Regions from separate parts of the Mus musculus genome. Here regions 1, 2 and 3 are each linked to region 4. The links are chromatin contacts, called in public HiChIP or PLAC-seq and promoter capture Hi-C maps. All regions are on one chromosome and are shown on one strand. The core of a region is the stretch at or near the end of the contact, and the rest is flanking DNA. Distances in the headings are between cores, read along the strand shown.

The links. Promoter capture Hi-C pulls out the DNA fragments that hold promoters and counts their contacts. HiChIP or PLAC-seq counts read pairs in DNA pulled down with a chosen protein or histone mark.
Region 1: a contact with region 4 is called in a promoter capture Hi-C map of the SN4741 cell line, with 7 times the contacts expected there. The contact joins the enhancer-like site here to the promoter of Slc12a8 in region 4. A contact is called at or near these places in 15 of 39 promoter capture datasets (the 3T3-L1 cell line, 3T3-L1-derived adipocytes, the C10 cell line and 10 more), 2 of 115 datasets of contacts at active chromatin or transcription factors (embryonic stem cells and pancreatic cancer cells) and 2 of 9 other capture datasets (adipose tissue and liver).
Region 2: an H3K27ac HiChIP or PLAC-seq map of microglia shows a contact between it and region 4, with 5 times the contacts expected there. The contact joins the enhancer-like site here to the promoter of Slc12a8 in region 4. A contact is called at or near these places in 3 of 39 promoter capture datasets (cranial neural crest, liver and pre-B cells), 1 of 115 datasets of contacts at active chromatin or transcription factors (microglia) and 2 of 9 other capture datasets (adipose tissue and liver).
Region 3: a contact with region 4 is called in an HNF4G HiChIP or PLAC-seq map of pancreatic cancer cells. The contact joins the enhancer-like site here to the promoter of Slc12a8 in region 4. A contact is called at or near these places in 3 of 39 promoter capture datasets (3T3-L1-derived adipocytes, cranial neural crest and stem cell-derived epiblast-like cells), 5 of 115 datasets of contacts at active chromatin or transcription factors (cardiomyocytes, embryonic stem cells, intestinal villus epithelium and 1 more) and 3 of 9 other capture datasets (adipose tissue, liver and macrophages).

Annotation. Positions count from the first base shown.
Region 1 is chr16:33,975,996-33,982,378 of GRCm38.p6, forward strand. Kalrn (kalirin, RhoGEF kinase) reads right to left here. Exons shown (of 60, transcript NM_177357.3): 59 at 1,531-1,669; 60 at 1-84. Among named protein-coding and RNA genes, the nearest start is that of Umps, 12 kb to the left of the region's middle. Within about 2 kb of position 4,171, at least 28 of the 459 cell types and tissues checked have an H3K27ac peak or open chromatin away from gene starts, as enhancers often do. A contact at or near this core is called in the SN4741 cell line, embryonic stem cells and pancreatic cancer cells, where this site is marked.
Region 2 is chr16:33,912,273-33,918,884 of GRCm38.p6, forward strand. The region is part of intron 9 of Itgb5 (integrin beta 5); the gene reads left to right. Among named protein-coding and RNA genes, the nearest start is that of Umps, 51 kb to the right of the region's middle. Within about 2 kb of position 4,384, at least 93 of the 459 cell types and tissues checked have an H3K27ac peak or open chromatin away from gene starts, as enhancers often do. A contact at or near this core is called in adipose tissue, liver and microglia, where this site is marked.
Region 3 is chr16:33,774,423-33,781,626 of GRCm38.p6, forward strand. No RefSeq gene overlaps it. Among named protein-coding and RNA genes, the nearest start is that of Muc13, 16 kb to the right of the region's middle. Within about 2 kb of position 3,434, at least 63 of the 459 cell types and tissues checked have an H3K27ac peak or open chromatin away from gene starts, as enhancers often do. A contact at or near this core is called in pancreatic cancer cells, where this site is marked.
Region 4 is chr16:33,514,788-33,521,426 of GRCm38.p6, forward strand. It overlaps Slc12a8 (solute carrier family 12 (potassium/chloride transporters), member 8), which reads left to right and starts at 3,408. Exons shown (of 13, transcript NM_134251.3): 1 at 3,408-3,589. The coding sequence starts at 3,542.

The sequences.
Region 1 (6,383 bases), core at 2,921-5,420, 460 kb after region 4:
GCCTGAGATCTGGACAGCGTCTTCCAAGTCGATGAGCTTCACTCGAGGCACTGGGATCCGGAGGTCAATGAGCAGGTTTTCGGGCTGCAGGGACCCAGGAAGGCAGGGACAAGAGAGGTAAGATGAGGTCTTTGCTGACCTCCCTACCCCAGCTGCAATCTGTTAGCTAACACAGATTATTATTCTTTGATTCAGTCATGTGGAATACTCCCTATGCAAAGGCAAAGGAGGTTTCAAACTCACTAAACTCTGGGGTTAGGTGGCTTTTTAGATAAGTTGGTTGGCATTGGGGAAGGAGTACAGGGCTAATCGTGTACTCCTGATTGGCCCAGAACTTACTCTGTATACCAGGCTGGCCCAGAACTTACAGAGATCCTTCTGTCTTTGTCTACTGACTGCTGAGCTTAGAGGTAAGGGTTGCAGCACTCAGCCTGTACTTCCCCACCCTAGTGTTAGAGATCCAACCCAGGGCCTTACACATGCTAAGCAGGTGTTCTGCTACTAAGTCACACACGTATTCCAGAAGAGCATGCCTTCTTACCTACCCTTGCCTTGCAGTGAATCAAGGAAAGAACTAAATTTTTAAGAAAAAAACAAGCTTCTCAGAAACTGTGTGTGCACGCACGTGTGTGTGTATACATGTATATGTGTATGTATATGTGTGTGTATACATGTATATGTCTGTGTGTGTGTATATATGTGTGTGTGTGTGTGTGTGTGTGTGTGTGTGCGCGTGCGTGTATTGCTGGGTGGTGATAACACAGGCCTTTAATCTCAGCATTTGGGAAAAAGAAACAGATGGATCTCTGATTTGGAGGCCAGCCTGATCTACAGAGTGAATTCCAGCATAGACAGGGCTACACAGAGAAACCCTTTCTTGGAAAAAAATTTTTTTTCTTTATGTGTACGTATCTATATGAGTGTATTCCATGTTCGTGCAGGTGCTGTTAGAGGCCGTAAGAAAACACTGGGTCTACTACAGTTGGAGTTGCAGGTGGTTGTGAGCCAAGCAATATGAGTGCTGGCAAGAGAACTTGGGTCTTAAGCACTGAGTCATCTCTCCAGCCCTCCGAAGCTCCTTTTTCTTACAGAATGAATGGGAACAGGACATTAAGTGATGTCTATAAAGTTAGACTGCTTGGTTAAAGCTTTCCCTTACCCCGTGTGCCACCATCTCTCTGGTGTGTTTCCTTCATTCCTGAACAATGCACTTAGGTAGAGTGAAAGTCTAGTTCTAGTTTAATAGTCACATGACATCACAGGAAAGACAAAAGAAATGTAAATCTTCCCCCTAGCAGTAGTGATGCATGTCTTTAATCCCAGCACTTGGGAGTCAGAGGCAGGCAGATCTCTGAGTTTGAGGCCAGCCTAGTCAGCAGAATGAGTTCCAGGACAGAGAAACCCTGTCTTTATAAAAACAAAACAACAACAATAAAAAGAAATTCAATTTTGTATTTTGTATTCCTCAAGGAAATGTCTGGGAAGCTGAACCCGTCTATTTCACTGTAACAGGCACTGACTTTTTATTACCTTTATGTCCAAATGTGCGACCCTACAGTTGTGCAGGTACTGCAGAGCTTCCATGATGTCTCGAATGTAGAAAGCTACCTTTTCTTCCATCAGCTCATCATGATTCATAAGGTAGTCCAAGAGTCGGCCGTCATCCATCCTGACAGCAAAGAGGGGTGGGGGGAGAAATAGAGAAATGACCCATGCACATAGCTTAAAAAGTTCTAGGAGGTCTCTTATTAATAAAGCTTGGTATTGCAACACACATGTATTTTAGAGCCCAAAGTAAGTGCCACATTCAGAACTAGAATGAATCAAGTTACAAATGAGTTACACGGCAGGAGAAATCCTTACAGCCTTACACAACACCGTTTTGTTGACTCTAAGGTCTAACCTGGCTTTAAGAGGTTAGGTTGAAGAGAAAAGAAAAGGAAAAGAAAAGTCTGGTGCCTATAGTGAGCCTCATATACATTAAAAGTATTTCCACTTTTTAACATTTTTAGATGGGAGAAATGTGAAAGAGGAAAGGTTTGCTCTCAGCATATCTGATCACTTCTTAACTCTTTTGCCTTTCTAACAGCTTGCCAACTTTTAAAGACAGATTGAAAATGGGCTAAGTGGAGCCAACCATAAGCAGATTTCTGTTCTGGTTCTGCCTCTTACCAGCTGGTGGCTGTAGGTCATCACTTAAACCCTCTGTGATTTGGCTTTCCTGAAAGGCACCGCCTTTTAAGGTGGGCATAGCAACTGGCTGCCAACAGCAACATCAATGACAAAATAAGACCTACTTCTTTGGCAGGCTTGTGAGAGCCAGGTGAGGCAATGAAGATTTGAGGCATGGTCAAATATGTTTGAATACTTGTCCCCAGCTGCTGGAACTGTTTGGGAAGAATTAGGAGGTGTGGCCTTGCTGGAGAAGGTGTGGCACTAGAGCAGGCTTTGAAGGTTTCAAAAGCCCATACCATTCTCAGTCACTTTCCTGCCTTGTGCTGTGTGGGTCAAGATGTAAGCTCTCAACTACAGCTCTAGAACCAAGAGCTGCCTGCTGCCATGCTCCTCACCATGATGGTCATGGACTCACCCTTTGAAACTTTAAGCCCTTAATAAACTCTCTTCTATATGTGGCCTTGACCATGGTGTCTCATCACAGAAAGAAAGAAGTAACACACGGTGCTGAATAAACAGTAGCTATTTCTAGGCTTCCTATGCCCTTTTGTAACAAGTGATCAAACCTTTAATGTGAAGTGGGTCATTTGAGATACGTCTCAGGAAATGCCCATGTCAAGGAGTGTGATCCAGTACAGGAATAACTTCCAACCATAGCTGAAACCTGCATAGCTGACTTCATTTTCTCCCCTAATTTGTTCCTTGCTACGGGATCCTTCTATTTTATTGATAAGTGGAAAAGGATGGAGCCCCTGGAAGGCTCCCTACCTCCCTCTGGTCTTCTAGTATGAGGCAAGAGAGGAAAGATCAGAGAGGAGTGGTACTGTGCTCATCACAAGGAACTCTCAGAGATACTTGGAACAAATGAGGGGGACAGTTACAGCAACACTGCTCCAAGCCAGAAAAGATCAGCCACCCCACCTTCCTTAGAGCTGTTCTCTAGCCTGCATCCATCTGAGACTAGGGAATGGGAATCTTGATTTTCTGGTCCAGGAGGGTTGCACCAGTTATCCCTATTGACCACTACAGGCAGAGCAAGATTGAGCACGTGATTCTAGTCAGGCCTTGCTTCCCACACGTCTTCCCTGAAGATCACATCCAACAAAGAACAGTTCTATGTTCTCACAGCCCTGAGTAATACATGGTCTCTAGTATTTCCACGCCATATTTAAAGCATTATTTATCTCTTGGTTCTAACTGTTGGACTTGTGGCCCCTAAGGATAAGAGCTGTACCTTTCTTTCTGTGCCTGGTCCTACAGCAAACTTATATGTCAGGGCAGATTGTGAGGAGAAAGGGAGGGGATGCCAACCCAGTGTGGTCTTGGTGAGGACAGAGTGACATGGTTCCTGAGCCTTGGACAGGATCCTGGTGTGAGCCTCCATGAGTGTCAATGGCTGCTGTGGGTGTAAGGCTTGTTTGTGTAATAATGTACTAGCAGTTGAAGACTCTTTCCTTCCAAGGAATATCCTCCCTGATAATATTAATGACTTCATGATAATTAAAAACAGCACATCCAGAAATTGAGGGTGTGGCTAAGTCTCAGCAAAATGGTAAACACTGGGACCTTCAGGACAGGCCTTAAGGCTATGGGAAAGAGCTCTAAGTACATGAAATCAAATATATATAATTTCTCAACTATGTAAAAATGTAACTATGCAATATGAATTATAAGGGGTTCACAATCTAAGGGAGCGTGGGCAGCTGCATTAATGAGCCAGTTTGTCAGAAAGAGTCAAAGGCAGGCAGATTCCTGAGTCCAAGGTCATTCTGGGACACGGAAAGTCCAGGCCCTAGTGTGGTAGAATTGGTCATTTCAGGGAGGGGTCCCACCCAACTACTTTCTCATCTGTGCTTAACAAAGGCAGGCAGGTCTCTGAATTCTTTTGCAATGTTAAGGAAAATGTATGCTTGCTGTCTCCTAGGAAACAAAGGTCTGGGGTCACTGGAATGCTGACTCATAGGATAATCAAAAGGAAACCTAAAGTAAATGCCTGAATTGATCTGTAAACAAAAAGACAGGCCTTTGGTCCTCTTGGTCTGTATGAGATGAGGTAGGCAGAGTGTGACAGAAGTGCTTTAGAATTTTCTCTCTCAAGGGCTGAGCTGTCCGAAATCTCTGGAGAGCAAAAACAGCTCTTCAACAATTTTTTTTCTAACAGGATTTCTGACTTGGATGAAAGATCCAATAATTTTTTTTATAGCAGCTTTTCTGACTTTGGTTAGAAAATTTATGAACTATCTCGGTTTCTTGTAGAATTTCTACTAGCAGAGAGAGCTGTCTCAACCAGAAAAATTTTTTAAAAAAGGAAGACAATGCTGAAAACACACACACACACACACACACACACACACACACACGCAAACACACACACACACACACACACACACGCACACACACACGCACACACACGCACACACATACACACACGCACACACACACATACACACACACACACACACACACACACAGCAATCTGAAAAGCCATTTCAACAGAACCTAGGTGGCCAGCTTGGACCCACAATTTGACTTCTGTAGGGGAGGTTCTGATGCTAAGGTCCTGTTCACCAACTGGTTCTTGATCTGTCAATAAAGAATGCCATGAGACAATTGCTGGTCAGAAGATACATGTGGGACTTCTAGGTTCTGGGAGGCAAGCAGGATGATGCAAGGAAGGAGAGAGGGAGTTCGCCATGCTTTGGAGAGAGAAGAACCAGGCAACCATGATGTGAGGTCTGAGGAGGAGTCATGGGCTGTTGCCACTCCTATAGGTGGATGGTTAGAGATGTTTATCAGGGACTAGATGCAACTGACCAACTAAAGATAGGGTAGTGGGAAGTTTTGAGCTAAGGGCATGTTTTTCCAGGTAAGAAATAGTAGCACCCAGCAATTGTGCCAAGAAGGCAAGCTGAAAATGAACAACTCTGTGTGTGTGTGTGTGTGTGTGTGTGTATCTTCTATCCTTTGATTCAAAGAAAGCTGGGAGGGGATTGGTAGCACAGCCTGTTCCCAGAGCTTAGGCAGGATAGCAAAAAGCTACACACAACACACTTTAAGTTGTTTGTTTTCACAGCTCCCAGACACCCCTTCTCTCAGAACTCCTCTTCCAAACTGAGACTGGTCCTTTGCGGAGGGTGGGATGAGGGATGTGAAGAGGTAAGGTGAGTGGGAAGGACTGGGAGGAGAGGAGGGAGAAGGAGTTTTGATTGGGATGTAAAGTAAATAAGCAAATTAATTAATGAAAAAAGCTGTATCTTTCTATGTTTGATATCTAGATAATCTGACATTCCAGAGATGTCTTGGATAGAAAATTCTAGGTAGTAGTTTGGGGGTGCTATGGCTATAGATTGATAGATAAACTTCTCTCATTCCAACTCCACTCTTGTCAATCAGTCAACCACCAGGAAAGTCTTCTTAAATGAGTCAAGCCTGAGAGTACATAATAGGAAGAAAATGAAAATAAGTGTAAGAAATACAGATTATAGCTAGGGAAGAGAAATACGTTCTGGTGATCTAGTTTATAATATGGTGACTGTTGGTATCAGGACCTCTGAAACCTGTGACATCACATAGGCAACAGTGCAATCTACACACCTGTTGCCAAGACAATGGCCACCATATTCCCAGAATCCATTGGGCTCACCTCCCACCTTTACCTGTGACCACGTTACCATCCATATATATAAGAGGAACAACCCCCCCTGTCTTTCTCTCTTCCCTCTTCTCTTTTCACCACCACCTTCCTTGCCCCTCTCTCTCCCAATAAACTTCTTACACATGGAACTGCTTTGGCCTGGTATGCTGTGTTCAGATATTCTAACACATCAGAGACCAGAGTTAACAATATGAACTGTTAATATATTTCAAATAGCTTGAGAAGAGGAATTTAAAAAAAAATGTTTTCCTTACAAAGAAACAACCTACGCAAATATCCAGGTTTGATGATTACACAGTTTATCCATGCAATGAAACACTGTAACCATAAATATAAAACATGAAATAAAGCTTAGAAAAGCTAGGAAAAGTGGATGAGAAGACATGGTTTCAAGATCCACTGTATGGATCCAATAAAAGGAGGGATTCTTCACCCATACTTTCACAGAGCTCGCTTTAAAAACCTTCTCCATGGGCTGGTGAGATGGCTCAGTGGGTAAGAGCACCCGACTGCTCTTCTGAAGGTCCGGAGTTCAAATCCCAGCAACCACATG
Region 2 (6,612 bases), core at 3,134-5,633, 400 kb after region 4:
CCGCCAAATGAGGCAGTTTAAATCCAGTCTGGAAGGTGAGACTGTAGGGAGCCCTAAAACTTGAATAATTGTCAAAAGTTGTACTTGTATTCTTTAGATAAATTATAGTGATTTCTTTTACCAAAAAAGATTTATTTATTTTATATGTGAGTATACTGTCACTGTCTTGAGACACACCAGAAGTGGGCATCAGATCCCATTACAGATGGTTGTGAGCCACCATGTCGTTGCTGGAAATTGAACTCAGGACCGCTGGAAGAACAGTTGATGTTCTTAAGTGCTAAGCCATCTCTCCAGTTCCACTAGTGATTTTTTTAAACTTTTTTTTATTTTTAATTTATTTTTTACACTCCAAATTCCATTCCCCACCCCCATGATTTTTTTTTTTAATCAAGATGATTTAAGAAAAAAAACAGAAGTCTTGTTGAAGTCGTGGAGTTTAAAGAGTTAGTTGTGGCTGGAGAGATGGCTTAGGGTTGCTGCCAAGCCTGATGATGACCCGAGTTTGATCTCTGGAACCACAACAGTGGAAGAAAAGACCTGACTCCCACAAGCTGTTCTCAGACTCCACACATGTGCAGTGCTGTGTGCATCCCATGCCCAAATTAAACAACAAATAAATGCAAGGACAAAGCGGAACAGGAAGTTCTGGAGATGGCAGGAGGTAGCAGCCATAAGTAGGAAAAGAACACGTGAGCAAATTCTATAGATCTTATCTGCATGGGGTGTGTGGAGCGGTGACACTGGGCATCAATGGTCAGGCAGATTTATGAACATGCTTCCTCTAAGGGATGGCCTGACAGAGGCTTGGACATATATTGTCTGCCTGTGTTTATGTGCCATTGGCAGGCCTGTTTATCAAATACGGGAAAGGTTACAGAGCTGGAACAAACAGCCCATCTGATAAAACAGGAAAGCTAAGACTTAAAAATAGTTTTAAAAACTAGGTTATGATTAATTAGTTAATTATAATTAGTATCTTATTTAGTTTAGAGTATTAATAGGACAAAGGGTATGTGCTCTGGTAGTATTTTTGGTTGTTTTGATGATAGGATCTCATATGCACAGTGAGTTATAAGCTTACCTGGGCTACAGAGTGAGACTGGGCCTAAAAAGAAAACAAACAAACAAACAATGAATGGTGTGCTAAGGGTGGGTGAGATGGCCCAGAGAGTCAAAACCCTTGTTGCTGCACCTGGTGGACCACTTGATTTCAGTCCCTGGGACTCACATTGTGAAAGGAGAGAACCCACTCTGAAAATTGTCTTCTGACCTGCGCATTGTGCCACGCCACCGGACCCTTTACTCCACCACAATAAGAAATGTAATATAGAAAGCTTAAGCGTCTTAAGTGGCGTTGCCGCTGGGGCTGTATCATAGATCTTTGGAACCCCAGAGGTAATGGCATTTCTCTTCTTTTCGGGTCACACTGCTTGTTGTTGAGTCTTTTTAGAAACTTAAGGGACAAGCGAATGTCTCTATGTATTGGTTAGGAAAAAACAGCAAGAAAACTGGGGCTTGTTGAAAATGCCACCTTGAGGCAGAGTGGATCTGAGGTCTTTAGGTAAATGTAGGGAAATTGCAAGGACCTTATGTTTGGGGTCCTTCATGGAATACAGAGAAGTTACATTCCACCTCATGATGGACCGGAAACAGACTGAACAGCGAACATTTCTCTGTTCCTCTCTTAGTTTCCTGCGAGGAAGACATTGTTACCCGTGTGACAGACCAGGTAATCGAATACAGGATTAATGAAATGAAAGCACAGAGCTAAGGCTCCCTGTTCTGTAGCACGCACCCGATACCACCTGACGCCCATGACCCTTCCACCATAGACATTTCAAAAACCATGTGGGACAGAGTAGTGATGGACCACAGCCTGCTCAGAGAGCAGAGCCTCTGTGTCCTTGTCGTTGAGTTCACATAGTCATCAACATTGGTGAGGACAGAATACTGTACTGCTGATGGACAGCTGGGGCCTCTAGGATGGGAGTGGCTTGCCTAAACTCACCCAGATTAAGTCCTATTTTAATCACAGTCTCCCTGTCACAGGGAGCCTAGTTAGCCACCTCTATACAGGAACTGTATAGTATACTGTATACTGTAAAGTGTGCCCAGTTGGGGCTTTGCTACTATTTCCTTTCCTTTCCTTCCCCTTCCCCTTCCCCTTCCCCTTCCCCTTCCCCTTCCCCTTCCCCTTCCCTTTCTTTTCTTTTTAACATTGATTTATTTATTTTATGTGTGTTGGGTGTCAGATCATGTGACACCTTGCAAGAGTGGGTTCTGTTCCACTGTATGGGTCCCAAAATTTGAATTCAGGTCCTCAGGCTAAACAGCAAGCGCCTTTACCCACTGAGCCATCTAGCCAGCCCCTGGTTTCTGTCTCTTCCAGCAGCTTTGCAGTGAACTATATTTTTCCATGTTAATGTGTGGGCTTAAAACCTGGGGCTCGAAGAGGAGCCTGAGACACTGGCCCCAGGTCCCACTGCCGGTGAGCAGCAGGCAGCAGTAAGACCCAAGTCACTAGCAACGCCACAGCCCAGACCTTCTCTGTAGGCCTCAGGAACAGTGTAGTGAAAGCTTCAGGGACTTGGGGAGGAATCATCATTTCTCCCCCCCACTTGTACACAGCTCTTTTTTGTTTGGCCGGGAGAGCTTAGGAAATCAGGGAGAAAAAAAAAAAAAATTTAAATGGAAACTTTCCTCAGCATTGAGACGTCTCTATTGTAACAGGATGATTTTAGTGTTTTCACCACCGAAGTTGCCTTTGGCCCAACTTTAGGTTCCAGTGGCCATAGCCCTGTGGAAATCGAAGCAGGTCCTCAGGCAAGCCTCTCTGCTGGCCCTTTGTTCTCTCTCTGTACTAGTATTGTCCCAGTGTCCACGGGCTGCAGTCACACTTCCTCTCTGGTTAGAGCTGTGTGGGGTTTGTTGTCTGGGTGTGGATGTCTGCACAGAGGCACTCTTCTGGGCTGGGTGTGTCACTGTCCACCAGGGTTGTGCAGATCATGAGAGTAAGGCTTTCTGGACTGACTGAGTCCGGTGCTATGACATGGGAGGTCTGAAGAGTAAGAATTTTAAGGGGCTAGAGAGATGGGTTAAGGTTAAGGGTGCCTACTGCTCCTGTAGAGGACCCAAGTTCAGCCCCTAGCACCTATGTTGGGTGGCTTACAACTGCCCATAACTCCTGCTCCTCCTCAGTGCTTATCACAGGGATGGATGTCCCGGCTTGCTGGCGACCGTGCTGGTGACTGAGATCTACTGTTTGGTAAATGTTTATGCGCTGGTGATCTGCTCGGCAGGCTGCAAAGATGGGGAGACAGCGTCACTAGGCAGAGTGCTTATCCAAGTGGATCTTCCCTGTAACCAAGGAAGGAGGGACTGGCAAAGAAGAGGAGTAGAGCTGAGACCCAGAGGGACAGTGGAGTCTCTCTCTGGTAGGAACCCTGGAGAATAAGGCATTGATTGAGAGAATTTGCTAGGGAGTGAAGAGCACCGCCCTTTGTGGCCAGAGAGGGAGGGGTCAGAGAGCTGCTGAAACCGATGGTTGTGGGGTTGAGAGGAATAGGTTGGGGACTAAGGAATAATGGAAATTGATTTTTTGAAAGTTACACGTAAGTTAGGCATGGAGCTCACACCTTTCATCCCAGCACTCAGGGGGCAGAAGCAGGTGAATGAATCTCTGAGTTCAAGACAAGCTTAAGGGCCTGGCCACTCCCTGGCAGAAGGTTCTTTCCTGGGTGTCACAAGTTAGGATAAGGGACATGTTAGGGAATGGTGACCAAAGGCTCTGGGACTCTAGGGGTTAGACAGTTCAGCTGTCGTTGGGTACTTCAGGGACTAGTCTGGGGACAACAGTGGAGACCAAGGTGGCCCTGGGACAGATCTCACTTTGAGTAATAGCAGCTTCCTGAGAAGGTGAGGGAGAGGCAGGCAGTACCTCGTGGTCGTTTCCAAACAGAGGTGGTCTTGTGACTAAGAAGCAGGAGACTTGGCCGTAGGTGAAACGAGGATGTCCTGAAAGAGAAACCATCCTTATATTAAAGCCCAGAGCCTTGAATCTGGTGAGATTCCCTTCTCTATGTTCTTGGGGTAGTCCTCTAACGGCCCCCACCCTGTCCATCCACCAGCAAGCTGGTCTGAGTTGACCTATACCCCAGGAACTTGTGTTCTAAAGAACTAACATTGACAAATTAGTATGCAAGTGGCTGGCTGTCCACCGTGCACAAAGGGCCCAGTGAACCACCGTTAGAGCCTTCTCACGGGATACATGCCAACACACACACACACACACACACACACACACACACACACACACACACACACTGCTCTTACCCACTCCTCTGGGCCCTGGACTTTGGGCCCTCCCTCAGCTCTTTGTTTTATTAAGAGCTGAGTGGACTTGGCACCTGCAGAACCCCAGGGTTGGGGAGTTTGTGTGGGGTCTGGGCACCTCCCCTTTTGAAAGAGTGGGCTCCCATTGGAGAACCAGAATCATCCCAATGAAGTTGAGTCACTAGTCTGGCCAGGATGCCTGCAGCAGCTGTGACCTTCCTCTAGACTGAGTCTTGGAATGGGAACCTGGAAAGGCTCCAGGAGCCGGGCAGCCCTCGGTATCAGTGCTTATCCTGAGACCTCGGCCACCAAGGGAGGGAAGCCAAGGAATGAATCTCCAGGGCCTTCTAGCCTCTCTGGGTTCATTGCTAATCCAGTAGGAAAACAGAATTGTCACGGGGGATGGGGTGGTGAGCAACACTGACCCACTTGCTGTCCCCGACGGACAGGCTTTTGATAGCATTCCTATGTCCCGTGGGAGCCAAGAGCCATTGGCTGACACAGACATTGCCTCTCTCTGGCCATCAGACAGTGGACTGCAGGGCAGGCAAATAGCACCTCCACTGGATAGAAGCGTTGGCCAAGGAGGTCCTGGGACCCTACTGGGAAGCCACGCCCTCTTGACTTCTCAGCCAAGCAGTGTCCATGTCTCAGCTCCAACTCACAGGCTCCTAACACTTCCACTTATCCTGGCATATGTGGGCAAGGCTGAAGGGTGTGTTTCTCTCTGTGTGTCTCCCCCCTCCCTTCCCTTCCCCCTCTCCTTAATTCCTTACTTTCTCCCTTGACAAAGGGGGATATGCATGGGGAAGGTTGTGTTCACTAGAGTCTCATAGCGGAGTGCCTTTGGCTCTGGCGGCAGGCCATTCCTTTGCAGTTTATTGCATCCAGCTCTTCATTTCCCAGGCATGGAAAGCGGCAGAAAGTAGCAACTTCCTGCAGGTCACAGGGAAGGGATGGCATCAGGCACTCAAAGGCTCTGCTTCCCTGCATTCTTCATGGCCCCATAGATAATTTTGCTGAGGCTCAGCCCTTGAAACCCTGCCTGTGTGCAAGCTCAGCACATTCCTAGTCCAAGGCAGAGAATTTGGAGAAGTCTACAGCCGTCGCTTTGGGGCTCATCACTGTGCTGTCTCTGGATTGAGTCAGGCTGTCATCTCTCTACCTAGTTGTTGGGTTTTTTGTTTGTTTGTCTTTTGAGACAGGGTTTTCTATATCTAGCCTTGGCTGTGCTGGAACTAGCTATATAAACCATGCTGGCCTCAAACTTACAGAAATCCTCGCCTGCCTCTGCCTTCCAAGTGCTGGAGTTAAAGGTGTGCACCGCCACGGCCAAGCTTCCTACCCTGATCTGTGCATGAACATCTGCTCTGTTCCCTTGCTAGGAGGTGATGTGCTAGGAGGATGCAGGTCTGTTCTAGAAGAGCACAACCCCCACTCACTATATAAACAGACAAATTCACAGCCCCTCTGACATCATTGCCTCCCTTGAAGTGAGGACAGCTGTTCAAAGCTGTTAATGGTTGGTTACAGGGGACTGCCAGCCCATTCTGAAGCCCAGAATGATCTGAGGAGTCTTGAGAAATAAAGACATCACCCGGATATAAGGGACCACTTGGAGAAGTGGCCAGGCATGTCTGCCAGAGGAAGGGATCCCCACTTCCAGAGGGGTGCTTCTCAATGAGGTTCCGTCACCATTCACCTGCCTGTCTGCGTGTCTGTGGCTTGTTCACCTCTGCTCATCCCGTTCCCCACACAGCACTTTCTTCTGAGGAGGGAGAGGCAGAGTAGATATGGTGTCATGTTCTGACTCCCGGAAGACTCAAAGCGAGCTTCCTTTCCCCTCCAGACTTGTGAGCAGCTGACAGACAAGGTGTTGTCATCTGCCACCCTGCTAGGTCTGCCTTGCTGTCTGCCTCCATGGTAGCCTGTAAGAAACTCTAAAGTTAGAAACTCTTCCCTAAATCAGCCAATCTTCCTTCCTTCCTTCCTTCCTTCCTTCCTTCCTTCCTTCCTTCCTTCCTTCCTCCCTCCCTCCCTCCCTCCCTCCCTCCCTCCCTCCCTCCCTCCCTCTCTCCTTCCTTCCTTCCTCCCTCCCTCCCTCCCTCCCTCCCTCCCTCCCTCCCTCCTTCCTTCCTTCCTTCCTTCCTCCCAAGTGCCCCTGTGTGTGATGGTTATTCAGGCAGTGAGTATCCCTTACAGCTTCAGAACTGTGGGCTGATTGGGCAACATACAGCTGTGAGAGCCATCCTTGCAGGGCACTGGGGCTGGGGCATG
Region 3 (7,204 bases), core at 2,184-4,683, 260 kb after region 4:
GGCTAGGTGCAGGAGGCAGAGGCAGGTGGATCTCATGGATTCAAGGTCAGGCCAAGCTACATAGCAAATATCATGAGGTCACTTAAGAAACACAGGATTGCTTAATGTCAGAGGCACATTGAAAAGCTGGTGGGGTCTCAACAGAAACTTCCAAGAGCAACAACAAAAGAATTCAAATTTTAAAAAAAAGCCAGGCCTGGTAGGGTAAACCTGTAAACCTCTCTACTCAGGAGTCTGAGGCAGGAGGACCACAGGTTCAAGGCCAGTCTGGGCTCTGCAGTGAATTCAAGGCTAGCTCAGGCAACTTAGTGGAACCCTGTTTCAAAATTTAAAATGTCAAAAAGAGCTGGAGATACTAGCGGCCGTGTGTCTAACATGTGTAACTCCCTGGGTTCAAACCCCAGCCCCAGTCCCAGAAAAGCAAGCCAGAAACATGCGCTTTGTGGTTAGTGTTTGCTCCTGTGTGCAGGGCCTTGGGTGCTTTTGAGTAGAAACAACCTCCGTTTGAAACTCACCTATATTGTTTATTAGCATTGGAGCCTTAATGAATTTCTTAGCTAATCCAGCCTTTCTCTTTCCTGTGTTAATCTTACCAGGACAGAACAAGACCTCAACCAAAAGCTTTGAGCCAAATTTGAATCAAGCTTTGTTTAAATCCTGGCCGTGGCGATGGACACTAGCCAACTCCATATCCTGGATTCCCAGAGGGTGGCCTTGAATTACATTAGTCAGGTGCTGATAAAGGCAAAACCCACAAGGCAATGTGCTTCCCACCTTTGTCCAGTGAGGGGCAAGCACATATCCTGAGGTACTTCCTGCCTACGTACCTCCCACCTACATGTGATCAGGCATAGCCTGTGCAGTTGGGGCAACCAACCTTGTTTACAGAAGTGAGAATATGTGACTTGTGTCTTATATAACAGCCCCCAGCATCCCAGCAAGTTATCTGTTCTTGGCCAAGTGGGGCTTATGGGTTAGAAGCATTTTTATTTTATAGATCTCCTAAACACAGTTATTTAAACTTAAAACATAACTTTAGCCCTCACACCCGATTTATCATAGAAGAAATGATATAACTTAGTTCAGGGATAAATTAAAGGATTAAATTAAGATGTCCTGCAGAGGCAGGAGGATCTTTGTGAGTTTGAGCCAATCTTGTCTTTATAGAGAAACACTGTCTCCAAAAACAAACAAACAAACCATTTTAAAGTGGATCTGAACGACAGAATGCATTTGACAAGATGCTGGACCTGGGATGAAGCAAATGTTGAATAAATGTGTGTACTCGAAGCAGCTGTTTTTATAATAGAAAAATCCAGAATGTTGATTCTCCTGGTGTTCCCTCCTCATTTCACAGCTGAGCAGACCCCGCAGTAATGTGCTGTTACTCTGATACAGTGACCATCCTCAATAAAGGATGCTGTACTGGCTGACACATCACTTTTTAATAATCTACTTGGGACTCAGTCTTTATTTAGCCTGCTGATAAGAAATCAGGAAACAAAGTCCTTGCTGTCTCTCTGTATGTTCATTCCCAGGGCTGGGTATCTTGTTCCTCACACTCTGATTGGTTGGTTCATATCTGGTCCTTTCCAATTCCTTTCTAGATCCCTCAGGACCTGGTGTGATCTTTGTAACCCTGTAACACACACCACCACCACCACCACCACCACCATCTCACACACACCCTTCCCACACACCTCATATGAGCAGCTCCCACCTCTCCAAGTATCAGAGAAGCCAGCTGGCCCAGAATTTGCAATCCTGCCAGGAGGAGGGCAGGGAGACTAAATAGGCAGAAACTATGGTGAGTCAGAGGGCAAACATAAAATTGATGAGAAGCTCTTAGTTGTTGTTCATTTCCAAAGCAAAATTTCTGCTCTATTTCAATGCTATCTCATTGTTAAAAAAAAAATCTTCTTTCTATTCTTTTGGTTGCATAGGTGCCAGTATTTTATGAGGTGGTGGTTCTGTCCTTGGGTTTTACATGATAGAGAAAGAGAACCAACTCTTACAAAGTGTCCTCTGGCCTCTGCTTTTGAGCCATGGCATGTGTACCTCTTCACAGACAAAAAAACCAAACCAAATAAATGTAATAAAAAGAAGCATATGTTACATATATAGATGCTACACAAATATTTGATAAATGAAGACATTGCGATGTTCATACCACGGGTAAAACCATTTCGATAGCTCTCAGCTTCTACGAACTGCCAGTCTTTTTCAATCACATTCCTGACACCCTCCTAAGCCATGAAACAAGTTCAGAGTCACATCAGAAAGAGAAGAACATACTAGCAGCGCAGCTCAGGCAGAGTGCTTGTCTAGGTCCAATCTCCAGTACCCAAAAAATAAATAAATAATTAAAAAGCTGCACCAATAATTCCTCACACAATAACATGACTGGAGGGTGACCTGGCAGCTCCTTGGACAGTGTGACAACAGACAAAGAAGACCATACTTCTCAGTCTCTGCAACGTCTTTACCCAACTGTCACCACACCCCTTTGTTCTCAAGAGCAACTGGGAAGTGGCTTGTGGTGGCTTACAGTAGCATTTGAGATGCCCCCGAATGAACGCACACTGTGGGCCTCTGCTTGCTAATATATCCTCGAGAATGGTATGGTGGTGAATGCTGGTATCTACAGGACTTGAGAAACTGAGGCAGGAAGAGCATGTACTCAAGTCCAGCCCAGGCTACATATGGAGATGTCTCAAAAGAAGACCAAAACAACCACAGATTATCCTCAGATATCCTTGGGAATATGTCAGCAGGTTGATATTTCCGGGTTTTATTTCTATTAATAGAAAATGTGTATGCCTCACAACAAGGTTCAGGGTCCAGGCCTTCCAGATCCTATATGCAATTTCCAGTATGAATAAAAGGATGTGGCAATCCAAAAGTAATAAAGCATGCTTGGAACCAAGTGACTCACGGAGGCTGAAGCTGGAAATGACATATTGTTTGGCCCCCACTCCTTTTTACTAATAAGGAAACAACATCAGAGAGGGTGACTTCCCGAGGCTAAAGAGCTTATTTGTAGAGGGAGTTTTAGAGAACTCAGAGTGTAAATATCCAGTTTATTATACTTTCCAGGGCATGTGTCATTTCTGAAGGAGTGTGTTAGAAGAGCATGACACTGCAGAGTTCATGTGAAAGGCGACAGATGAGACCGAACTCCACAGTAGAGGCAGAAGTCCTTGGCAATTCTTGAAAAAGTCTGGTTGGAGACTAGGCAGATGACTGGATGAAATAAAAATGGTGTGGCATGGCTTGACATGGCGTGGCATGATGTGGCATGGTGTGGCGTGGCGTGGGGTATAGAAAGCACAACCCTTGAAACCCTGGTTTGTTGTTGGCTTTGTCATCCTTCATGCTGTTACTTAAAGCCCCATGATCCGATGCCTGCCCACACAACTGACTTCCCAGAGTTGATTCACACGATAGACATCTTGATATTCACCCCAGTACTAGAAGATCACTCTGGGAGATCAGTCTGTGGTCTCACTTGGAAGCCAGTTGTTAGTTCATTCTAGAAGATACAGTGACCACTCTGTTACGTCTCCCTGATGCTTTTGAGCTGTGGTGAGCTCACATTAGAGCAGTGTTCTCAACCTTCCTAATGCTATGACACTCTAATACAGCTCCTCATACCGTGGTGACCCCCCAACCATAAAATTATTTTTGTTGCTACTTCATAACTGTAATTTTGCTGCTGTTATGAATTGTGATGTAAATTTCTCATATGCGGGATGTCTGATATGAGATTCCCCCTCCCCCCAAAGTGGTTGTGACCCACAGGTTGATTGCAGCAGGGGAAAAAAAAATGTGTCCAGAGCAAAGAGCTTTGTTCCAAACTTAACCATGATTATTATAGCAAAAATGGATCCTGAGGAGCTGTGGGCTTCGGGAACAGTGTCAACAATAAATTTTAACACAAGACAATGATTTTGAAAAGTTTTCTTTGAGCCTAGACAAGTTGATATTAAATAAACACAAGGCAAAATGGCACTTACATACAGATTTTATACTATGTAGAGGCATTTAATCAATTCATGTTTATGGTTCACAGTGATGTGAGCCAGCTTTCTAAATATCCCGTGCAGCCAGAAGTTAAACTGAAAAGCAAACACATTTGCATCTGTTGGATTTTTATTAAGCTACAGTTCCTACCACTGTTTTGGGGCCTCAATGAAAATGAGTAGTTTTTCCTCCCTCCCTCCCTCCCTCCCTCCCTCCCTCCCTCCCTCCCTCCCTTCCTTCCTTCCTTCCTTCATTCCTTTTTCTTTCAGAGATAGGGTTTCTCTGCGTAACAGAGCCCTAACTGTCCTGGAACTCAGAGATCCACCTGCCTCTGCCTCCCAAACACTGGCATCAAAAGCATGCACCACCATGCTTGGCCCTGATTTTCACTTCTGTGTTTCGAAGTGCATTTGTGTGCTCACCGGGAAATTACAAGGGCCCAGGAGGTTGCTCTGAGCATCAATTGCCTCAAGACAATATACTCTGAAATTAACATTTTTTTCTCTCTGCTCTCTCCTTTCCTTTCTTTCCTTTCTTCCTTTTTCCCTCTCCCTCCATCTTCTCCTCTCCCCCCTTCCTCTTCTCCCGTACCTTTACTGATATATGATTCTATCTCGGTCACAGGGGCACACCACACCACCACGACCAAGTCCATGTTCATTATTCCAACAAGAAGCCTGTGCTTCTGAGCCAGTGCCTCCTGCCCCAGCCCAGCAGCTGGCCCACCTTTCATCTCTACATCTGTGTCTGTTTGTACATTTATTACAAACAAAACCCTGCCATATGTACTGTGGGGTAACCACGGAAGACGACTTCTTAGATATGGGGTTTAAGCCAATAGAAAGTCTTTATAACCTGGCAGGTGACTACCCTGGGTGGTCAGGATCCCACTGTAGCCCTGAGCCTTTCTCAGGGTAAGCTTTGAAACACAAAAGCATGTTCTAGGTTGACATTTTTCGGTTAACAAGAACAGTTAACCAGACGTGCAACTACAGAAGCCAAAAAGCAAGGATAGTGCATGTGGACCTTTCCCAGAGCTATGGACTTTGATGGAATCGGTCTTTGTTTTCGTTTTGGCAGGCATTACTGTCTATGTGCCGAGTTTTACAGCCAGAATGGCACTTCCACCTCGGAGTCGGTTGTGCTAAGGTCTGGGACCCCATTACAATATCATAATTTTTGTCTGAGCTCTCTCCCCTCGCTGTTATTTTCAAGTTTATTAGCGTTGGGCTCTGCTTCCTTTCTGTGGCTATGATGAAACGATCTGACCAAACCAGGCATGATGGGTGGGCACACACCTTTAACCCTGGCATTTGAGGCAAAAACAAGCAGATCTCTTAAGTTTGAGGCCAGCCCCCTAAGAGTGAGTTCTGAGCCAGTTAATGCTGTACGATGAGACCTTATCTCAAACTAAACTAAACTAAAAACTAAACTAAACTAAACTAAAAACTAAACTAAACTAAACTAAAAACTAAACTAAACTAAACTAAACACACTCTGACCAAAAGTAACATAGGGGAAGAAATAGGTATTGGGTTTACATGTCTGAGTCACAGTCTGTCATTGAGGGCTGCTAAGGCAGGAACTCACGCTCTAAGTACTTGGGAGGCAGAGGCAGGTGGATTTCTGAGTTCAAGGCCAGCCTGGTCTATAGAGTGAGTTCCAGGACAACCAGGGTGATACAAAGAAACCCTGTCTCAAAAAAAAACAAAAACAAAAAAAAAGAAAGATAGATAGATAGATAGATAGATGATAGATAGATAGATAGATAGATAGGGAGGAAGGGAGGGAGGGAGGGAGGGAGGGAGAGAGAGAGAGAGAGAGAGAGAAAGAAAGAAAGAAAGAAAGAAAGAAAGAAAGAAAGAAAGAAAGAAAGAAAGAAAGAAAGAAAGAAAGAAAGAAAGAAAGAAAGATAGGGAGGGAGGGAGGAAGGAAGGAAGGAAGGAAGGAAGGAAGGAAGGAAGAAAGAAAGAAAGAAAGAAAGAAAGAAAGAAAGAAAGAAAGAAAGAAAGAAAGAAAGAAAGAAAGAAATTAATAATTATGGGGACTACTGGTTTCTGGCTCACTCCGCGCGCGGTTCATGTTTAACTTGCTTGCTTTAAAAGATTTTATTCTCAACTACACATATATGTATGTGGATATGAGCCTCCTATGTGTGGTCTGATGTGGATGTTGAGAATTGAACCCAGGTCCTCTGGAAGCAGCCAGTGCTCTTAACCACTGAGCCATCTCTCCAGTCCTTAGCTAACTAAGCTTTCTTACATGACCCAGAACCATCTTCCTAGGGATAGCACTACTTCCCACAATGCGCTCTGCCCTCCCTCCTGCATCCAATAGTTATCAAGATAATCCCCTCACAGACAGGACTGCAGGCCAATGTGATCTAGGTCATCCCTCAGTCTAGGCTCTCCTCTCAAACAACCAGGCTGCCCAGCTGACAGTGAAAGCTAACCAGGAAGTATAGTTATCAGCATTCCAGTCCTTTTCATGGATAAATAATAACCTTTGTATGGATAAGACGTGTTTTGTTTATTAACCAATTGATGGACAGTCAGGGCTTTGTTTTTGTGGTGGGGATTGGGGAATCGAGCTTATCTATATCTACACTGTCATGAATGATGCTACCCTGGGTATTCTTGCATGAGTTTCTGTGAGGCTAACCTTTCTTCTCTCTCTTTTTTTTTAAAAAAGTCTGTCTCCTAGGCAGCTGTGATGGGTTATTTTATTTTATTTTATTTTATTTTATTTTATGTTTATGAGTACACTGTATTTCAGACACACCGGATCCCATTAAGATGGTTGTAAGTCACCATGTGGTTGCTGGAAATTGAACTCAGGACCTCTGGAAAAGCAGTCAGTGCTCTTAACCACTGAGCCATCTCTCCAGCCCAAGGATAACCTTTCATTTCTCCAGTATCTATCTAGAAATGGAGCTGCTGGGTCAAGGGCTAATTCTACATCTGTCTCTGCCTTTCTGAGGAGCCACCATCTTGATTTCTAGGTTTGGCTCCCCGTGTTCCATCCTCAGGAGCAGTGAGTGAATGCTCTTCTTCCTCCATCCTTACCGACGGGATACAAGGAGTTTCTTGTTGGTAGGTAGTCCAGTGGCTACGTAGCAGGATTCGTTCTCTGAGCTGGAATGTTGTGGAGAACTTATCCTGCCTACTTCCCCAGACTTGGT
Region 4 (6,639 bases), core at 2,158-4,657:
AAGACCTGTTTCACTCAATTACTTAATACTGGCTGTTGCCTGGAGCATTCACTTATACTCCACCATACAGTGTCTGAATTTGGAGTCTAGCAGCCAGAACACCCATCGCCTTTATTTGTTAGCGTGTGAAGCCAAACAGTGTTATTTCTTCCGTCAGCCGAGACACTCGCAAAAGCCCACACTGGTCAATGAGAACAAGGTCCCACCTCCCGAGGGAATCTCATTTCCTATTTTACGAAAAGCAGACTCGGTAGAATGAATGTATTAGTGCAGCCATCTTGGGGAAATACCATCGGCCCCACTTTATCTGTCTTTTTAACTCTTACTCATTTTCCTCCATCAGAATCTAAACCAACATGTACTTGTAAGAAAAACAAGTCAGTAAAACTCTAGATGTATCCACCAAAGTGGGTTTCCACTCCTATTTTACAACCCTGGTTCCTCCTTCTAGAGAGAAACAAACCCAATAGATTGATGGTGTTTCCCGTGCACACGATACATCTATAGACACATATATGGGCTACAGCACATCACTCACGGTGTCCTGCAACTTGCTGTTTGTATTCATTATGTGATGGGCGAGGTTCGTGTCAGTACATGGGAAACCACCTGATTTAAAGCACTGGCTGTCCTAAATTAATCCATCTTCTGCCAATGGACTTTAGGTTCTCATGCTTTCAAGTATTAGAGGTAAATAAGGCAATGGACACCCTTCTCTTAGGCCACAGAGGATCGCAGCTTAGAAATGGAGATGGTCCATTCTAAGAATATGGAAGATACTATTTTTTGGCACAAGCATTTTGGGTCTTTCGTTTGTTTATTTGGTGTTTTGTTTTGTTTGTTTGGTTGGTTTTTCGAGAGAAGGTTTCTCTGTCTGTCCTGGCTGTCCTGTAACTCACTTTTCTGTTTTGTTTTTCGAGACAGGGTTTCTCTGTGTAGCCCTGGCTGTCCTGGAACTCACTTTGTAGACCAAGCTGGCTTTGAACTCAGAAATCCTCCTGCCTCTGCCTCCCAAGTGCTGGGATTAAAGGTGTGCATGCGTGCGTGCGTGTGCCACCACGCCCAGCTTTGTAACTCACTTTTTAAACCAGGCTATCCTCTGCCTCTCTAGTGCGAAGATTAAAGATGTGCGACACCACTCCCATTTTTTTTGTTAGTTTTTGTTGTCATATTTTCAGGTTATAAGTTAAGTTGGCATAAAGCAGGACATACTTTTTCTTTACAAACAACTGAGTTTCTCTATTTAACCATAAAATGAAAAAAAAAAAGATATGGACACATTTATCCTAAGGTTTAGAAGACAGGCTTTCAAGGAAACTCTTTTTTCATTTATTTAGAAAAGAGTTTATTGCAGGAAGTAATGGTAAAAAAGAGGGGTGAGTCTCCTTTTCTCCTGTGTGGATTTCTTAAAGTTCTGGCTGATACTTAGCAGTAGGCTCCCCAGATGTTGACAGCAATCAGGAACCTAGTTAAAGGCAAAGTAAAAGAGTGTCCTATAACCACCTAAAAAGTGACGAAGAAAGAAGGCTTTCCCAGCCGGCCGTGCAGGTGATGAGATGCCCACGTCATGAGTCTTAGCAATATGCCATCCTTCTGTCTGTCCATCCTCTTCTCAAAGACAGGTAATCTGTGATTCATTCTGGTGGAAATGGGGGTTTTGCTTTTTGCAGAGATGGGCTATTAACACTCCTCTACAAGCTGGGGATATAACTCCGTGGGAAAGCAGTCCCAAAAACAAAAAGACAAAGCCCTGGGTTCCACTCCCAGCATTGTAAAGCCAAAACTGAAAACAAAACCCCACAAAGGAATGAAAACCCAATCTGCTTGTATGCTGATGTATACAACATAGAAAGGACTTTGGGGGTGTGCTGCTCACGTGTGACAAGCCAGGCACAAAACGATAATAAATGTTGTTGTATTCCATTTAGAGGCCAGTTATATTCAGAGTAGACAGAAAGACAGACAGTGCATGGGGACACCATGGGTGGGGAGTGGCAGAATGTGTGTTTTCTGTATGGGGTGATGAAAAAAACGTCTTGGGTGTAGTGATGATGGATCTTTGAGCACCAAACACTGGGAGCAAGATTTTCCACACTGTTAAAATGGCCCAGACTGCAAACTTTACATAAGACACCTTCACAGGAACAACTTCCCTGGAGCAGCAAAGAGAGGAGAGGGCGCCACCAGTGTTCCCGGGCTTTGCCTTCCCTTTTGTTTTAAAAGAACAGCCTCTATTTTTAGGGATTCCACACAAAGGCTTGTGGGCGTGGGAAGTACTCCCAGCTGCCCTCCTGTTTCTCAGAAACCCACATGGAAGCCTGGCAAGTTATTTAAGGTTTAGGAACTATGCCAGATTGAAAATGGAGATAATTTAATCTCTCTGTATGTTAATTCCCACCCCTCGTCCTGCAACCCGAGGTGGCTCAGTGGTCCTGCTGAAGTGGTGAGGGTCAGCCCCCCACCCCCGCCTCTCAGCATGCCCGGGCCGCATTCTGGAAGCTCCATTTCCTGCCAGTTCGGTGTCACCTGACTGAACCACCGCCCTTCGGACAGGGGGTGCTCAGGGCCTGGGTCTCTAGTCCAGATGCTCGAGTCCGGACGCTGGGGCGGGGTCGCCCGAGATGCAGGGCAGGTGGCCAGGAGCGCTTGCGGCCACGTGGCAGGACCGGGTGGGGCGGGCGTGGCCTCCGGAGCCTGAGTAGGAGCAGGTGAGGGTGCGGGCACTGCTCTGTGGAGGGGAAGAGTGGCTGGGGTCGCAAGGACCTGACTCTGGTGCCCAGAGCCTCATCCCGCAGCCCTCAGATCTTTTTAGGGTGATGTGTCCCAAAGGAATCTTGCCCTATTCCTCTCCCCACGAGTCTCCTGCAGGATGGGGAGCACGGCCAGTTGCCTCAGCCCTTCTCCCTCCCTCTCTTTTTTCTTTCAAATGTCATGGGGCAAGGTCCCTGGCCTCAGGAAAGCCAGATCAACTCCTCTGGTGGGCCAGAACTGTACTTTTCTGACATCTTTTTCTTACCTGCCCTATTCTGGCCAGGGTCCAGGGGCCTCTCAAGACAGCCGCCAGCCCTCTGGCTCTGCCTCCAGTACACTCTGCCTGCACTCACCACCAGACACGGGTTCCAGCAAGACCCCAAATGTCCTTGCTCTGAACAAAGGGTTCCCAAGGCACTGGGGAAAAGAGTGTAGGACTATGTCTTTAAGGGCTAGGCAGCTGAGCAGTCAGCCTAGACCATTCCCCAATATTCAGGAGTTCAGGGAGTAGGGAGTGAACTATAGGAGTTCCTGTGACCCCAGGACAACGGGAAATGATCAGGCGGGCTCTGAACCATAAATGAGGTTCTGAAGAGAGCAGTGGGGAGGAGTCCCCAGATGGGGCCAACAAGGTTTCTACTTCACCCACGACCTTTCTCAGTGCAGAGGAAGCTGGACAGGCAAGAAGCAGCAAGGGAGGGAGGGAGGGCCTGGCCTGACAGAGTGATGTTTGCTTTCCAGAGTGGTCTCCCTATCTAGATAAAAGTATCAGAACCTCACTTCCTGGAGAATGGCCCAGAGGTCTCCGCAAGAACTCTTCCACGAGGCAGCCCAGCAGGTAAGTCTGGTTACAGGGGTGGTGGTGGAGCTGGCAGAGGCCATCAGACAGACAGGTGCCAGCAGAGGGGGGGTCTGTGGCAGTGCAGTATTTTCAAAGCAGTTATCTCAGGTTTACTTAGGCGTTGAGGGAATACCTCGGACAGCAGTTAACCGTGCAGAAAGTCTCCTTTGGCATTAGCTGTAATGTACTCCGCTCTCTGCCCTCCACCCCATCATGGGAAGAATGCCACGAGTGGAGGCTGAGACTCAAATGATATGAACTCCCTTTAATAACAAATCAGATCAAAGTCAGAAGGTAAGTTTATTTCTAGAAAAGCTAATCTACGGAAATCAGGGGGTTTCTGGACTCCCTGATGTCTGCTGGTTTTGTTTTTATTAAGTCCTTCTTGTTGGTTATTAGTGTGTGTGTGTGTGTGTGTGTGTGTGTGTGTGTGTGTAGTGTGTAGTGTAAAATATTCCATTTGTGGTCGATGGTTGATATAGAATTGAAGGATTAATCCCTTAAATGAAAGCCCACACCTTGGTGCTTATGGGGTCTCTGCCATCCGTGTTCAGTCACCTTGGTGTTTCATTGCCCCCTGGGTTTCCTTTATGCTTTGTAGTGAGAGGCAGGGAGGTGTTCCTGCACTGCAAGAGAGGGGAGTAAGCCCTTCAGCAGGAGAAAGAATATATATTTCAAGAACAAGGTCTAGAGCTGAAAGTCCGGAGGTGGTAGGGGCATCCAAGCCACATGTTAACCCTTTTCATGTGTGCACAGATGCCAGTGAAGGCGTGCTGCCTGCTGACCAGCAGGCGGTAAATGCTCCATAAACATATGACAAGGAGTGGCAGAACTAGGCTGAAGTCAGTTAATGACTTTGTAATGCAGTTGGGGGATGATCTAGTCTCCAAGTAACAGTATTATATGTTAACACATTGGTGCTAGTCTGTGTCATTAAAAACAAAATTAAAAACAGAATAAAACGAAACAAAAAAACCTTTGCTTTCATTTCTGAGTCCTCAAAAATTCTGTGCCAGACCATAGGGGATGCACCTGGTTAGTCAGGTGACCAAAGCCAGGAGTGGAAGGAGTCTAAGACCAAGGCTTTTGCTGGGGATTATTGCAGGAACGTGAAGGCAGGGTAGAGTGAACAGTTTGGGGTGTGCCACTCTGAAGAATTTTTCTGGACTCTGGATTAAGTGTTGGTCTCTAGTTTCCTAGTAACTGACCCTGGGATGATTTAGGTTGGTGTTAGGAGTTAGTGGCCGCAGCTCTAGACTGAGAATTGGTAGGTTGGCTTATGAAAGACATAGTCCCATCTAAGCTTTTGCTCTCTAAGACAGCCAGTAGGATTTGGTCTTTGCCTGCTTATGAATGGATGGCTTGTATTACTTCAAACATTTACATTGCCCTCTGCTACATTTCATCCATGACCAGAAGCAGAGAAGAAAATTGCTGTCTTTGTCACTATATGATAGATCAGCGTTTGCAAGATGTCTAGATGTTAAGGATGCTGAGGCACGAATTTTGTGCTCTAAGTGAGGTGCCCACCGGGTGGTACCTAGAGCATGGTCTGACTTCCTAAGGAGAGGCTATGTGACTTTTAGCTTCATTTTGTAATTTTCCTCACAAGATATATCTTTTCATAAACGGAAAAAAAAAAAGAACTAAGAGGAGGAGAACATGACTCAGACACTGGGAAGCACTTCCTCCCGGGTGTCATTCTGCATGTGACATTCCTGCCTTTGTCCTTCTTTTGCCTGACCTTGCTGTGCTAAATCACGTGTGCATTTGCCAGCTGGTCCTTCTGATCATGTATACGGCCGCCCTGTGGACTAAATGTGGACTAAATGTTTACTGAATGCTTACTATGAACCAAGTCCTGTATTATCATAGCATTTTCAAGAATTGTCTCCTTAATTTTTCTTACTCCTCTAGAGTAAGCTTAGTCATTAAAGCCATTTCATAGGTGAGAAAATAGAGGATAGGTGAAGAGACTCACTCAAACTCACAAAGTGCAGAGTCAGCACTTAAGCCCAGTCTGTACGTGTAACCTTGACCACCAGACTGTAACACTTAGATCTACAACCCCTTGTTGGGGAGTTCATTTTAGATACACAGACACACACACACATACACACACACACACACACACACACACACACACACACACCTAACTCCCATTTGAAACTAAAATGCCTAAAGCCAACCTGAGAATTTAGTCATCCATTTCTCTATAACTCACAACCACAGGCTGCTTCCTCCCCATGGTGCTCAAGAGACAGGCCAAGGCCGAAGGGTTTTATACAACATTCCATAGCCTGTCTTCCTACTGGACTCTGCCTACTTAATCCCATGTTATACATGTGCCAAAGCTCTTCACAGAATTTCTTGCCACCACAGCTGGGGTAAAGGTGACAAAAAGGTTCACAGATGTTCACTGCAGACTAGTCACTACAGCTTAAAAATAATAGCTACCTCACTGCTCTTTGTCTCCCATGGAGATCCTTGATTTACTGTCTGTTCCCCTCTGGCTCCCGAAGAGGCCCTTGATTTACCATCTGGATGGATTATGCATTTTGCATAAATTTGGAGCAGAAGGCATATACCAGAAAAGAGGAAATTTCTGCACTCAAAGAACTCCAGTCCTTGTCAGTCGCCCCGAAGTAACTGTATCCCAGAATGTAAAGATAACGAATGTTAAGTGTTTAGAACAAGACAGTGCTCACTACCTGGTGGCTACTGTGATTTTTCCATCTGTCTGGGATGTGTTTCCCGAATTTACCACACACTCTATTTCTACCAACACTTCAAGACCTGAGGCAAATGGCTGTTTATCCAATCCCAGACATACAACCAGCATGGCTGAACATCGCCCATACTCCAAGCATGCTATCAAGACTTGAGAATGCTTCTGCCCCACTCCCCACCCCAAGGAAAGAAGACAGAAACGGTCACATTACAGGGCAAGTGGAAAGACCCAGGTACAACTGGAACTGTAGATTGGTCATATCTCAGTAGATCCGAAGGCCAAGATAGAAAGTTTAAACTGGAAAGTGACTAAGAGA